Linked DNA regions of Sus scrofa: region 1 is linked to region 2. The links are chromatin contacts, called in public HiChIP or PLAC-seq maps. All regions are on one chromosome and are shown on one strand. Each heading gives the region's core, a stretch centred on a gene start, on an enhancer-like site or on the middle of the called end of the contact. The rest is flanking DNA. Distances are from core to core; before and after follow the strand shown.

Evidence for each region. HiChIP or PLAC-seq counts read pairs in DNA pulled down with a chosen protein or histone mark.
Region 1: a contact with region 2 is called in an H3K27ac HiChIP or PLAC-seq map of skeletal muscle, with 6 times the contacts expected there. The contact joins the promoter of C4H8orf89 here to the promoter of LY96 in region 2. A contact is called at or near these places in 2 of 47 Hi-C or Micro-C datasets (embryonic fibroblasts and epiblast stem cells) and 1 of 2 datasets of contacts at active chromatin or transcription factors (skeletal muscle).

What each region holds. Positions count from the first base shown.
Region 1 is chr4:62,609,108-62,615,414 of Sscrofa11.1, forward strand. It overlaps C4H8orf89 (putative uncharacterized protein C8orf89 homolog), which reads left to right and starts at 2,436. Exons shown (of 7, transcript XM_021089234.1): 1 at 2,436-2,598.
Region 2 is chr4:61,945,539-61,951,968 of Sscrofa11.1, forward strand. LY96 (lymphocyte antigen 96) reads right to left here and starts at 5,092. Exons shown (of 5, transcript NM_001104956.1): 1 at 4,889-5,092. The coding sequence starts at 5,000.

The DNA of each region.
Region 1 (6,307 bases), core at 1,186-3,685, 660 kb after region 2:
AGCACTCTCATACACATGCCTCCCTTTTCTTGGACAGTAAACTTTGAGTCAGGCCTTATTTATTTTTTTATTCTACCCTGTACCTGACATAACATATAGGCAATATTTGTTTCCTATTATGTAACAAATTACCACAAACAACTGACTTAAATTTACTGTCATTTTAACAGTTTTGGAGGTCAGAGGTTCAGAATCGGTTTCACTGGGCTAAATCAAGGTGCCCGCAGGCCTGCCTGCCTTCCAAAGGCTTTAGGGGACAAGGCTTGCCCTCGCCTTTCCAATTTCTAGAAGCTGCTTACATTTCTTGGCTTGTGGCCCTCCCTCTAACACTTCTGTGATTATTTTGGGCCACCCAGATAATCTAGGATAATTCCCCATCTCAAATTCCTTAATACATCTGCAGTCTGCATAAGGTGGCATATTCACAGGTTCTGCAAAGTCTGCATAAGGTCATATAGCCCTGTAGGGCAGGGATATTTGAGAGGGCCTTTCTTTGATCTTTAACTTATGGCTCCTAGCTATCTTTTTTTCTTGTTCCTCAAAAATGGTAAGTTTCTATTGTAGGGTCTTGGCATTTGGGAACTTGAGTCAGAAACACAGCCCTGAGGTCTACATACTTGGATTCTTTTTCATATTGGAAAAAACTTCTCTGGCACATCTCTTCATTTAACCCTGTTCTGTTTTTTTTGCATAGCATCTGTTACCATCTGTAATAATTTTTCCATTTACTTGATATCTGTTGCTTTTCACAGCCACTCCTCAAGATTTGAGTATATATCAAATTTGGGTCTTAGCCTCTATTCTAGTACATAGAACAATTCCTGGCTGCATTGCAAGCCTTTTGCTTATTTGATTGAGTGAATCAGACCTTTTAGGGGCAGTAGCCATATAAAAATTTGCATCTTCAGTGTTGACACGTTTTATCCCTTGGGTGTTTAGGTGGGGAATAGTGAGGAGGAGTAGGGGCTGGAATAGGGGTTATGGAGATACACAACAGATACAAAATTTTATATATATATATATATATGTATATACTCAGGAAAAAAATGAGTTTTATTATGCAGGGATATTAGTACATGAAAACCTGTTAGCAGAATCTAGGAGCTGGTTCCTGCTGTGAGGATAGGAAGCTGCACAGAGGAGGGAGAATTGGGCACCTGGGGGCAGGGCAGCAGGATCCAGGTGTGGCATTGGAAGAGTTTCAGTGGGGGGTGTGATATGATAGCCAAGAGGAGGATACGGCAAACTCAAAACAGGCCATTGAATAATAAACATTTGATCGAATAATGAGTACTAGTGTACTCTTAATCCACATAATCCTGGGTGGGGGGTTCCACTCGAGTACAGCCTCAGAGCTGAATTCTTAGTTGGTTTCAGGATGGGCCCCATACTTTCTCCCCTCAAATTCTCCATGTGATTTTTAATGTGCAGCCTGTTCTATTAGGTAAATACACCACTATGCCCATTCTTTAGGTGATGGGCTAACTCCCCCCCCCCCCCGGGTCATACAATGAAGTGGTGGAGCTAGTATTAGGTTCCAAGTCTGATTCAAGTTGGTTTTCTTAACCAGAAGAGCTAGGAAAGGTTAGTATCAAGTTTAATGAAAACAGGTGGTGTGCTGACAGATTAAGGAATCTGGGGGCTTCGCCGAAACCCTATTACCAGGGCTAAACCTGCAGCCCTAGTGGATGTCAAGAAATGAAGACAGGGCTTAGAACTATTTGGCAAGAGTATACAGAGGCTAAGACGCCCCTGTGCGAGCCAGGCTGCTAGGCTTCCTAGCCAGGGAGGGGCCCCGCGCCGAACCTTTCACCAAGAACCTAGACAAAGCACCGAACGAAGAATCCGGGCGGACACGGTGAGCGACCTCGGATTACGTCACTTACCGAAGACTGCGCTAGTCAGGTATTGCTGGTCCAGACTCATCAGTACTCTGGAGAGCCTGGTTAGTTTGAATCTTTAAAATGCAACCCAGAGAACTGAATCTCGCCGACCTTGTCCAACAGCCCATTGCCCATCCTATGTGTAGTGCGTGGCACCACTTTGATGCCACACTGACCTTGTGTCACGACAGCGCCCTCTTCCCACCCAAACCCCTGCAGCGGTGACCCCGAAGGCGGCGGCACCCTGTAGTAGTTGTCCATTGAGTCCCAGCGGCCTCCCCGCCGCCCAAGCACCATCTTGGCACGACTCTCCGACTCTCCGCCCGGCCCCCTGCCCGAGGACGGCCGGGGACAGCGCAGAAGACACCCCGGAAGCTCCGGGTGCCTGGCAACCGGCGCGCGTAGGGCGGGCGGGGCTGCAGCCGCTCGCCAGGCCGGGCGGAGCTCAGCTGCCGCGCTCCCGAGCGTTGCCGGGCTGCCGGCCGCAGAGCATGTTCGCCCCGAGAGCGGCGCCCGAGCGAGCGCGCGGCCGGCAGCCCCGCCCCGCCGCCGCCGCGGCCAGCCCCGCGTCTCGGCCACGCCGGGCCGGTGGCTTGGCTCCGCGCCGGGCGGCCGCTGGCTCCCGCGCTGTCCGCTGCCCCCGCTGCCCCCGCTGACCCCGCTGACTCCGCGGCCGGAGCCCCAGACCTGGGCGCCGCCGCCACGGGCCAAGCAGGTGAAGAAGCCACTCCCCTCCACGGCGGAGCTGCGGGGACAGTGAGTGAGGGTCCGGTCCCAGGGAGCCCTGGCCAGGGACGGGCGGAGGGGCGGAGGGCGGAGGGGCGGTGGAAGGGAGGTGGGTCCCGGAGGTCAGCGGGTACGGCCCTGTCCCAAGAAGGGGAGCTAGCCTAGTGATGCAAACGGGTCGCCCGCGTCGCCCGCAGGATTCTTCTGATGCACCTCAAGGGTAGCTGGCGGGAAGGCCGGGTCTGAGGACCTGACCGGGTCTGAGGACCTGACGGAGGCTGCAGCAGGGTCAAGTGAAGGAGAGAGATGTGGGTGACGCCAGGGGAAGAGGCCTGCCGGCCAGATCTGTGCCTCCCCACACACGCAGGTCGTGGTCTGGGCAGGCACACACATCCACCCCACAAGCAGACCCATTCTTATTTATGGACCACCCTCCGGCCCTCCCAGGGTTAAACTCCAGAGAGGATTGAATGTGTTTGTTTTCTTCTTTGACTGCCACCGCATCTCCCTTCCTCTCATACCTGCCCCCAGCCAGGTGGAGCAGGACTTGGGACAAAGACCATGTCCTTCAAACAGCTCCGGCCCAATTTTCATTGCCACTTTTCTTTGTACCATTTCTGATTTACCTATAATTTGTGTGTCTTACTTTTCTCACGAGGGGTTAAAAACACTAGAGAAAATTTGTGTGATGCAGGGAGTCTGTTCTATCTACTGTATGGGTCATTTTCCCCTGCACACTTTCTGGGGTCATAGGGAAGCTAGGGAGCCTCTCTGTAGACACATTCAGTTTTGTAACCATTTTCAGGGAATTTGTAGTGTGGAGTACAATATTCCCCACCCATCATCTTTATTAACTTTTTATCTCCCTTGTTAATGGTGAGTTAAGTCTCCCATTACAATGGCATTTCTTCAAAAATACTTCTGACATTTGCTTTTTTTTTTTTTTTTGTCTTTTCTAGGGCCTCACCCGCAGCATATGGAGGTTCCCAGGCTAGGGATCCAATTGGAGCTGTAGCTGCTGGCCTATGCCACAGCCACGGCAATGCCAGATCCTTAACCCACTGAGCAAGGCCAGGGATCGAACCTGCAACCCCATGGTTCCTAGTTGGATTCGTTAACCCACTGAGCCATGATGGGAACTCCCCGACATTTGCTTAAGTTCTTACATTTTTGAAATGACAGTATAATACGTTAGTACTTCTCATCAAACAGCACAGAAGTATATAGAGTTGGAAGCGAAAGCCCTCTTTAGTTTCTACTCCTTCACATTTTGTGTGTGTGTGTGTGTGTGTCTTTTTAGGGCTGCACCTGCTGTATATGGAGGTTCCTAGGCTAGGGATCAAATCAAAGCTGTAGCCCGCCAGCCCACACCACAGCCATGGCAACCCCAGATCCGAGCCACTTCTGCAACCTACACCACAGCTCATGGCAATGCCAGATCCTTAATCCATTGAATGAGGCTGGGGATCGAACCAGTGTCCTCATGGATGCTAGTCAGATCTGTTTCTGCTGTACTACGAGGGGAACTCCCTCTACTCTTTTACTTTCTGATACTCCGTAAATTCATTATGTGTTCCTTCATTCTCTTTTCATTTTTTGATTCATCAATAGAATCATAAATGAATTTTTTTAAGAAGTTGCCTCTTTCACATCAGAAGATATGGAAAATACCTTTCATATCAGTTTACTTAGGTCTTCATTGAACATTTCGTAGATGTGTCATATAGATGGATGATCATATGGTACAGAAGCCTCATAACCCATGTAACCATCCCTCCTCAAGACTGGGTGCGATTTTTCCTCATTATAAACAGTGCAACTGTGAACAACATTCTTACACATGGGAACACTTCTATAAAGTGAATTCCTTGGAGCAGAATTGCTGGGTCAGATATATGTACCTTAAAAATTCCGGTGGAAATTGCCTTCCAAAAAGCCTTTACTGATTTACATTTCCATCAACAGGCTGTAGTGAGAAAAAGGTGTTTATTATTATTTTAAAAAAGCAAATCAGGGAGTTCCCGTCGTGGCGCAGTGGTTAACGAATCCGACTAGGAACCGTGAGGTTGCGGGTTCGGTCCCTGCCCCTGCTCAGTGGGTTAACGATCCGGCGTTGCCGTGAGCTGTGGTGTAGGTTGCAGACGCGGCTCGGATCCCACGTTGCTGCGGCTCTGGTGTAGGCCGGCAGCTACAGCTCCGATTCGACCCCTAGCCTGGGAACCTCCATATGCTGCGGGAGCGGCCCAAAGAAATAGCAAAAAGACAAAAAAAAAGCAAATCAATAGCTCTCACTTATTGAGTGTTGATTCCATGTCTAGCACTGTGCTGAACACTTGACATGCATTTCAAAATTTCATCCGCACTAACCCTATGAGAGTCAGAGGCACTGTTATTTTCTTCGTGACCCCATGGCTATGCAGCTACAAAGGGCATAGCCTAGATTAGAATTCAGGTTCATCTAACTGCAGTGTTTGTGTTCTTTGTTAGGTCTGGATTCCTGGTCAGTAATTGGAAATTGTTTTTCTTTTTTTTTTTTTTAGGATTAAATGAGATTATGTCTTTGGTGTTACAGTATTATTAGCCGCCATAGTTCCTTTCTCTGTTAACTCCTATAAAATTGGACATGATCCAGTGCTTCCTGTGATTCTGGTTCCAATCTCTGGCCTTAATTCTCACCAGTAAACAGATGACTCTTAAAAGCTTCCTCTCCCATCCAAACCTCTTGTCCTCAATGTTCCTGTAGCTTAGGTCCAGGTTATATATCCCTACCTGAATGTCCTGTGCTCCTTTTATGGAAAACTAAAGTGCTTGTTGCCCTCCAGCTCTGAACAAGCACTTTCTCTGTATTTATTTATTTGCTTTTTTTAGGGCCGCACCTGCAGCATATAGAGGTTCCCAGGCCACGGGTCCAATCAGAGCTGCAGCTGCCAGCCTGCACCACAGCTACAGCAATGCCAGATCCAGGCCTCATCTGCGACCTACACCACAGCACATGGCAACCTCAGATCCTTAACCGGGTACGTGAGACCAGGGATCAAACCCATATCCTCATGGATACGGGTTGGATTCGTTTCTACTGAGCCACAATGGGAGCTCCCTTTTCTCTGAATTTAAATCATCGTCCCAACAATTCTCCTGGTTCACAGCCTCAGTCATCTTTGACTCTTTTGTTCTTTGCTGAACCTCCAAAATTCAATCGTCAGCTTTGTCAAAGTCTCTTGCTCTAATTTAAGCACTCTGAACTACTCAATGTAACCTCTCAGCCTGGCTCCAGTCTCTGCCAGCTTAATCTTTCTAAAGCATAGCTGGGAATATACCACACCTCTGTTCGAAAACCTTCCTGCCTTCTCCTTGCTCAAAGAAGAAAATACACTTTGCATTCAAATGTGTCTGATCTTGCCTCATGCTGAACCTCTCCACTCTCTAGAGCACCTTTCACATCTTTATTTTTTCCTGCAGGGCTTCTACCCACATTTCATTCAGCTGGTCTAAATCCTATGTCAATGTCATTTTCTAGTTTCTCCCAAGTCTTTTGTTCAAACAGGGGTTCACCCCTTGTGAAAGTAATATCTCCCTCCTTTTCTTTTTCTTTTCTTTCTTTTTTTTTTTTTTTTTTTGGTCTTTGCAGGGCTGCACTGACAGCATATGGAAGTTCCCAGGCTAAGGGTGGCGTCAGAGCTGTAGCTGCCGGCCTTACA
Region 2 (6,430 bases), core at 3,842-6,341:
TAGCTCCAAACAGACCCCTAGCCTGGGAACCTCCATATGCCGTGGGAGCAGCCCTAAAAAAGGCAAAAAGACAAAAAAAAAAGATTTTTCAGGAATACCCATTGTAGCTCAGCGATAACAAACCCAACTAGTATCTATGAGGATGCAGTTTAGATTCTTGGCCTCGCTCAGTGGGTTAAGGATCCAGTGTTGCCCATGAGCTTCAGCATAGATTGCAGACGTGCCTTGGATCTGGCGTTGACTGTGGCTGTGGTGTAGCCCCGCAGCTGCAGCTCTGATTCGACCCCTAGCCTGAGAATTTGCATATGCTGTCGGTTCGGCCCTAAAAAGCAAACAAAACAAAACAAATTTCTCTGGTCTCTATGGCGAGAACAGATTGTATGGGGGCAAGAAGTGAAGTGGAACAAGGACAATTTAAGAGGATACTGCAGAGGCCAGAGACCAGATGAGGGTGACATGAGCAGTAAGCAGAGGACAGTGAGAAGTATTTGGCTTTAGAATATATTCTGGGATTAATGAAAGCAGAATCATCCATAAGGTGATTGTGGGAGATCAGAGAAAGAGATAATTAAGGATACCCCTAGTTTGGGGGCTAAGGAATTAGATGAATGATAAGATAGAGAAGATTTAGGAAGAAATAGATTTGGAAAGGAGTCTAAGGCAAGAGCTCTGGCTTCAAATGGCCATTAGACTTCCCAGTGGCCATGCTGAATTTGTAGAATAAACAACTGAATCCTGGTGTTATATCATTGTCCTTCCTACTACACATGCATGAGACAAAAGTCAGATGTTCCTTGAGGATTCCACTCTATCTCATGTAACGATTGCATTCTCAGTATTTCTCAACATAACTAAACCTAAAGAAAGACTTATTAAACTGAATTAAATTCAACTGACTCAACTAGGTTCCGGAGGGCAGGTAGGCCTTTGAATGGACGGCAAAAGGTTTGCATAAAACAGGAAGATGGACAAGAATATTTCAGAGAAGAGTAAGACTCTAAAGGCTGGTAAAGAGGCTGGTCTACTTGGCGTTGGGGGGACATTCCAGATGCCAAGACAAACACACTTAGCCAGGAAGACCACACTGCAACCACCCATCCAATCAATCAACAAGTTCTGTCAACTCCATCTTCAGAACACTTCCGGAGTCTGACCCCTCTCACCACCTCACTGCCACCCACCCCGGTCCAGGTCACCATTCTCTCGATCACCTGGATTGTTGCAACAGCCTCCCAAAATGTTGCCCACTTCCACCTTTGCCACAGCCTTACAGATTATCATCAACAAGGGAGCCAGACAGAGCTTTTTTTTTTTCTTTTTGTACTTTTAGGGCCACACCCACGGCATATGGAGGTTCCCAGGGTAGGGGTCTAATCAGAGCTATAGCTGCTGGCTTACACCACAGCCACAGTAATGCAGGATCCAAGCTGCACCTGCGATCTACACCACAGCTCACAGCAACGCCGGATCCTTAACCCACTGAGCGAGGCCAGGGATCAAACCCGCAACTTCATGGTTCCTAATCGGATTCATTTCCACTGAAAAAACTCCTTTTTTTTAAATAATGATTTTTATTTTTTCCATTATAGCTGGTTTATAGTGTTCTGTCAATGTTCTACTGTGTGGCAAGGTGACCCAGTTACACATATGTGTACACATTCTTTTTTCTCACATTATCACACTCCATCATAAGTGACTAGACATAGTTCCCAGTGCTACACAGCAGGACGAGCTTTGCTCACAGTAAAAGATAGGTCCTCCTGAACCCCATCCCCTCCCCACTTCCTTCTATGATGTCGTCTTCTACCACGTCCCCTGCACTCACTCCATGGCAGCCATACGGGCCTCCTTGCCATCTCTCCATCACCAGCCATGTTCCCACCTCAAGGCCATCGTGTTTGCTCTTTCCTCCACCCCTTCCCTTGGCTGTCAGCGAGGCTCACTCCCTCAACTCTTCTGGTCCTTGCTAAATGTCACCTTCTCAGAGAGGGCTTCCTTGACCATCCTGGTTTTTTGTTTAGGGCCACAGATGCAGCATATGGAAGTTCCCAGGAAACCAAACCAGCTTGATCTTGGACCTCCAGCCTCCAGAACGATGAGAAATAAATTCCTATTGTTTAAGTCGCCTAGTCTGTAGTGTTTTGTTATGGCAGCCCTAGCACATGACTGTTCTGTATGTGCCCGGTAGCCTGTCCAAATGGAAATCATCCTCACAGAAAGGACTGGAGCACCAACATCCTGACAGTAATATGGAGAGGAGTCAATGCTTCCCCACATGGTGTGTTTCCATCTCAGCCAGGATGGGTTTTATTTTACTTTATTTTGTTGTTTAGGGACACATCCACGACACATAGATGACCAGGCTAGGGGTCAAATTGGAGCTGCAGCTGCCAGTCACAGCTAGAGCCACAGCAATGCCAGATCCAAGCCATGACTTTGAACTACACCACAGCTCACGGCTGCTGGATCCTTAACCCACTGAGCAAGGCCAGGGATCAAACCCACATCCTCATGGATACTAGTTGGGTTCATAACTGCTGAGCCACAAAGGAAACCCCCAGGATGGATTCTTGAAGGCAGGGAAGGGATGCCTTGGCGGGGGGTGGGGGTAGGGGGGTGGATGGCAGCAAACAGAGTCTCGCTGTAGCTCTGCACCCTACTTGCTCCCCATGGTCCCTACATCCATGGAGCAGCTGGAAAGGACCACAGAATTTCTCAGCATTTCAGAGAAACAAGTAAGATCCCTCCTCAATGATCATATCAAAAGACAAATTGGATTACTGTTACTAGAAGATTAAAAGCTAAATAATAATAGGGAGTGTTATATAAGTCAAAGCCAGAGGAGACACAGCACAGGGAAGGTGTGTGGGGAAAAAGACCTAGGGCAGGAGAGAAGAGGGCCAAGGGCACCAGAGCCTGGAAACGGGGAAAGGAACCTGACGTTGGGGATGGAGAATCCTCAGGGGTAAGCTGAGAGGGAATTCAGCACAACCACATACAGGAAAAAGCCACCAGCACGAGTCTGGCCATACACCTAAGTCTTGTTTCACATCTGGCAGTTACCCTACTTTCCCGGAAGTAACTTCATATTAACATTTGCCACAGTTTGCAGGACTGTAAACACACACTCAAAAAATAAAATGAAATAAAACAGGAGCTCCCTTCATGGCTCAGGGGAAACAAATCTGACTCGCATCCATGAGGACCCAGGTTCGATCCCTGGCCTCACAGAGTGGGTTAAGTGCCATGAGCTGTGGTGTAGGTCGCAGATGCAGCTGTGCGTAGGACAGCGGCTACAGCTCCAATTCGACCCCTAGCCTGGGAACCTCCATATGTCACGGGTGCAGACCTAAAAAGACAAAAATAAATAAGTGAGTAAATAAATAAATAAATAAATAAATAAATAAATCTGAAAATTGGGAGATGAAATGGGTTTCTTTATCACAGAACTTCTCAGAACACAAAGTACATTTGTAAATCTCCCCCAAACGATTAGACCATAAATCCTTGTTCCCCAGAGAGTCTCAAAGAACTAGTATTTTCCAAAGGATTCCATTAAACCTTCTTGATATCACTAGTGGATAGAAAAGACCAACCAATCCATGGAGAGCACCAAACCAAACAGGCAACCCCCAAGCAAATATTTGTAGAGAAAGAGGGCAACACAAAACAAGACAAAAGAAAATAATAGTGATCCAACCAGTTAATAGCATTAGAATGTGGCTGATTTTTCTTTTTTTTTTTTTTGGCTGCATGCAAGGCATGTGGAAGTTCCCAGGCCAGGGATCAAACTCATGTCACAGCAGTCACTCAAGCCACTGCAGTGACAAACCAGGATCCTAAACTCATTGCACCAAAGGGAAGTCTTGATTTTTTTAAAAATTTATTTTATTTTATTTATTTACTTATTTATTTATTTATTTATTGTCTTTTTGCCATTTCTTGGGCCGCTCCTGCAGCATATGGAGGTTCCCAGGCTAGGAGTCCAATCGGAGCTGTAGCTGCCAGCCTAAGCCAGAGCCACTGCAGCGCAGTATCCGATCTGCGTCTGCGAACTACACCACAGCTCACGGCAACACCGGATCGTTAACCCACTGAGCAAGGGCAGGGATTGAACCCGCAACCTCATGGTTCCTAGTCAGATTCGTCAATCACCGTGCCACAACGGGAACTCCGATTTTTTTTTTTTTTAAATAATCAGTATTAGTATTTCTATGTGGCTCTGTGCCACATAGAGAGAAAAATCTGCTTCAAAACAATCCACATAAAAAAGGTTCAGAAACCACTTTCAGGAGTTCCCGTCTTGGCTCAGCAGAAATGAATCTGACTAGTATCCACTAGGACACAGATTTGATCCCTGGCCTCGCTCAGTGGTTAAGGATCTAACTGACAGAATCAGGCTTACATCTAATCAGGGAGGCAATTCCAAGAGTCTTCAAAAACCACAGGCTGAAACACTTACAGAGCCCCTGTTACATGCCCAACATTGTGCTGGGAAAAAAACCCAAAAACCAAAAAACAAACAAACAAAAAAACACAGCCCGGAGCAATAATCAATTCTGGGAAGCAGCTAGGACCCTTCTACCTTCTCAAGAAGAACCAGTCAGCCTTACAGCTGAGGCAAAATGAGTCCGAAGCAGGCAGTTCTAGCAAAACTGCAAAGAATCTGAAACAGACGCACTTGGAGGTCAAGTACAACGAAGTTCAGACTCGTGAGGTCTGTAAAGGATCAAGAAAATCCACCCGGGGCAGTAACTAGACATCATTTTTGCTGCCAGCAGCTGGTACAGGCAGTCATTTCCTGTGTCCCGCCCAGCAACAGCAGAAGGTTTTTGTGAAAACGTACCCTGAAAACAGTTGTTCGTCCCTGCTTTGCCCTTTTACTTACCACAGTAGTTGTACCAAAGACTTGCATCAGAGGAATTGCAGATCCACATTTTCTCCCTAGGTTCAGTAAATATGGAAGAAAACAAGGTGGAAAACAGCATAAATGGAAACATGCTTCAATATCTCCAAAATGTTAAAAATGTAAGGAGAATCAGTAACTAATCATCAGACTCTTCCCTTTTAATAAGCAGAAAAGATTTAACTTAGTCATCAGTCACATGATTTCTGAGTCGCTACCCGACTGTTCCTCTTTTGAGTGTGTGTGCATGTGTGTGTTGAATATTTGAGCACTTCCTGCAAGAGGAGAGGAAAATGATTTGTAATGTACTCTTCAAACACGTGATACAAAGGCGAGCACAGCGCTTTAAAAACAAAACCAGGTACTTCCCAGTCACTACTAACAAAACCAGTCTGTGGGTCTTTTTTAGAAGCTTAAAAAACCAGCATGCCCTGCAGCAGCTTGGATGGACCTAGAGAAATCATAAGATATCAGTTATATGTGGAATCTCATTTTTAAAATGATACAAATGAACCTATTTACAAAAAAGAAACAGATTTCAAAAATCAATTTATGGTTACCAAAGGGGAAATGTGGGTGGGAGGGGGATAAATTAGGAGTTTGGGATTAACAGATACACACTACTATATTCAAAATAGATAACCAACAAGGACCTACTGCATAGCTCAGGAAACTCTACTCACTATCCTGTAATAAGCTATATGGGAGAAAGAATGAATATATCCATATATATAACTAAATCACTTTGCTATACCCCTGAAACTAACACAACATTGTAAAACAACTATATTCCAAAAAAAAATCCCCAAAAACATTAGCACTCTTTATCCCTCTGCATTGCTGTTCTCTCCCACAAGTTTTTTTTGTTTGTTTGTTTTTTCGTCTGTTTAGGATTGCACCTACAGTGTATGGAAGTTCCCAGGCTAGGGGTCAAATCAGAGCTGCAGTTGCCAACCTATGCCACAGCCACAGCCAACACCAGATCTCAGCCGAGTCTGCAACCTACACCACAGCTCGTGGCAACACTGGATCCTTAACTCACTGAGCAGGGCCAGGGATCAAACTTGTATCCTCATGGATACGAGTTGGGTTCATTACCACTGAGCCACAACGGGAACTTTCTCTTCCACAAGTTTGTTATACAACAATTCTCTGGACCCAGAGAGCAGGACCTGTAGATCTGAACTGAACAGTCTCATGCTGTTTCTGCTCAGAGAAAGTTTCAGCCAAAGGATGGAGCTCAGCTGGAGGAGACTCTAAGCACAGGACACTAGCTGTGGTTCTGTAATTGCGGGCAGGGGTCCCACCAGGCGTGAGATTCACTCACTTTAGCAAACTACAGGTCCAGGGGCTACTTTGAGCTCTAGTAATGAAATGGTCATTATTTTGTGAGTGGAAATATTTCACTGTTATTTCACTCTGTTCTAGAAAAACAGATAGCCCTTTAGATGCTTTGCTACCTGAAATCCTTTATAGGACGAGGTTTGGGATTTGTAGCCAAAAATGGCATGGAGTTCAAGCTCT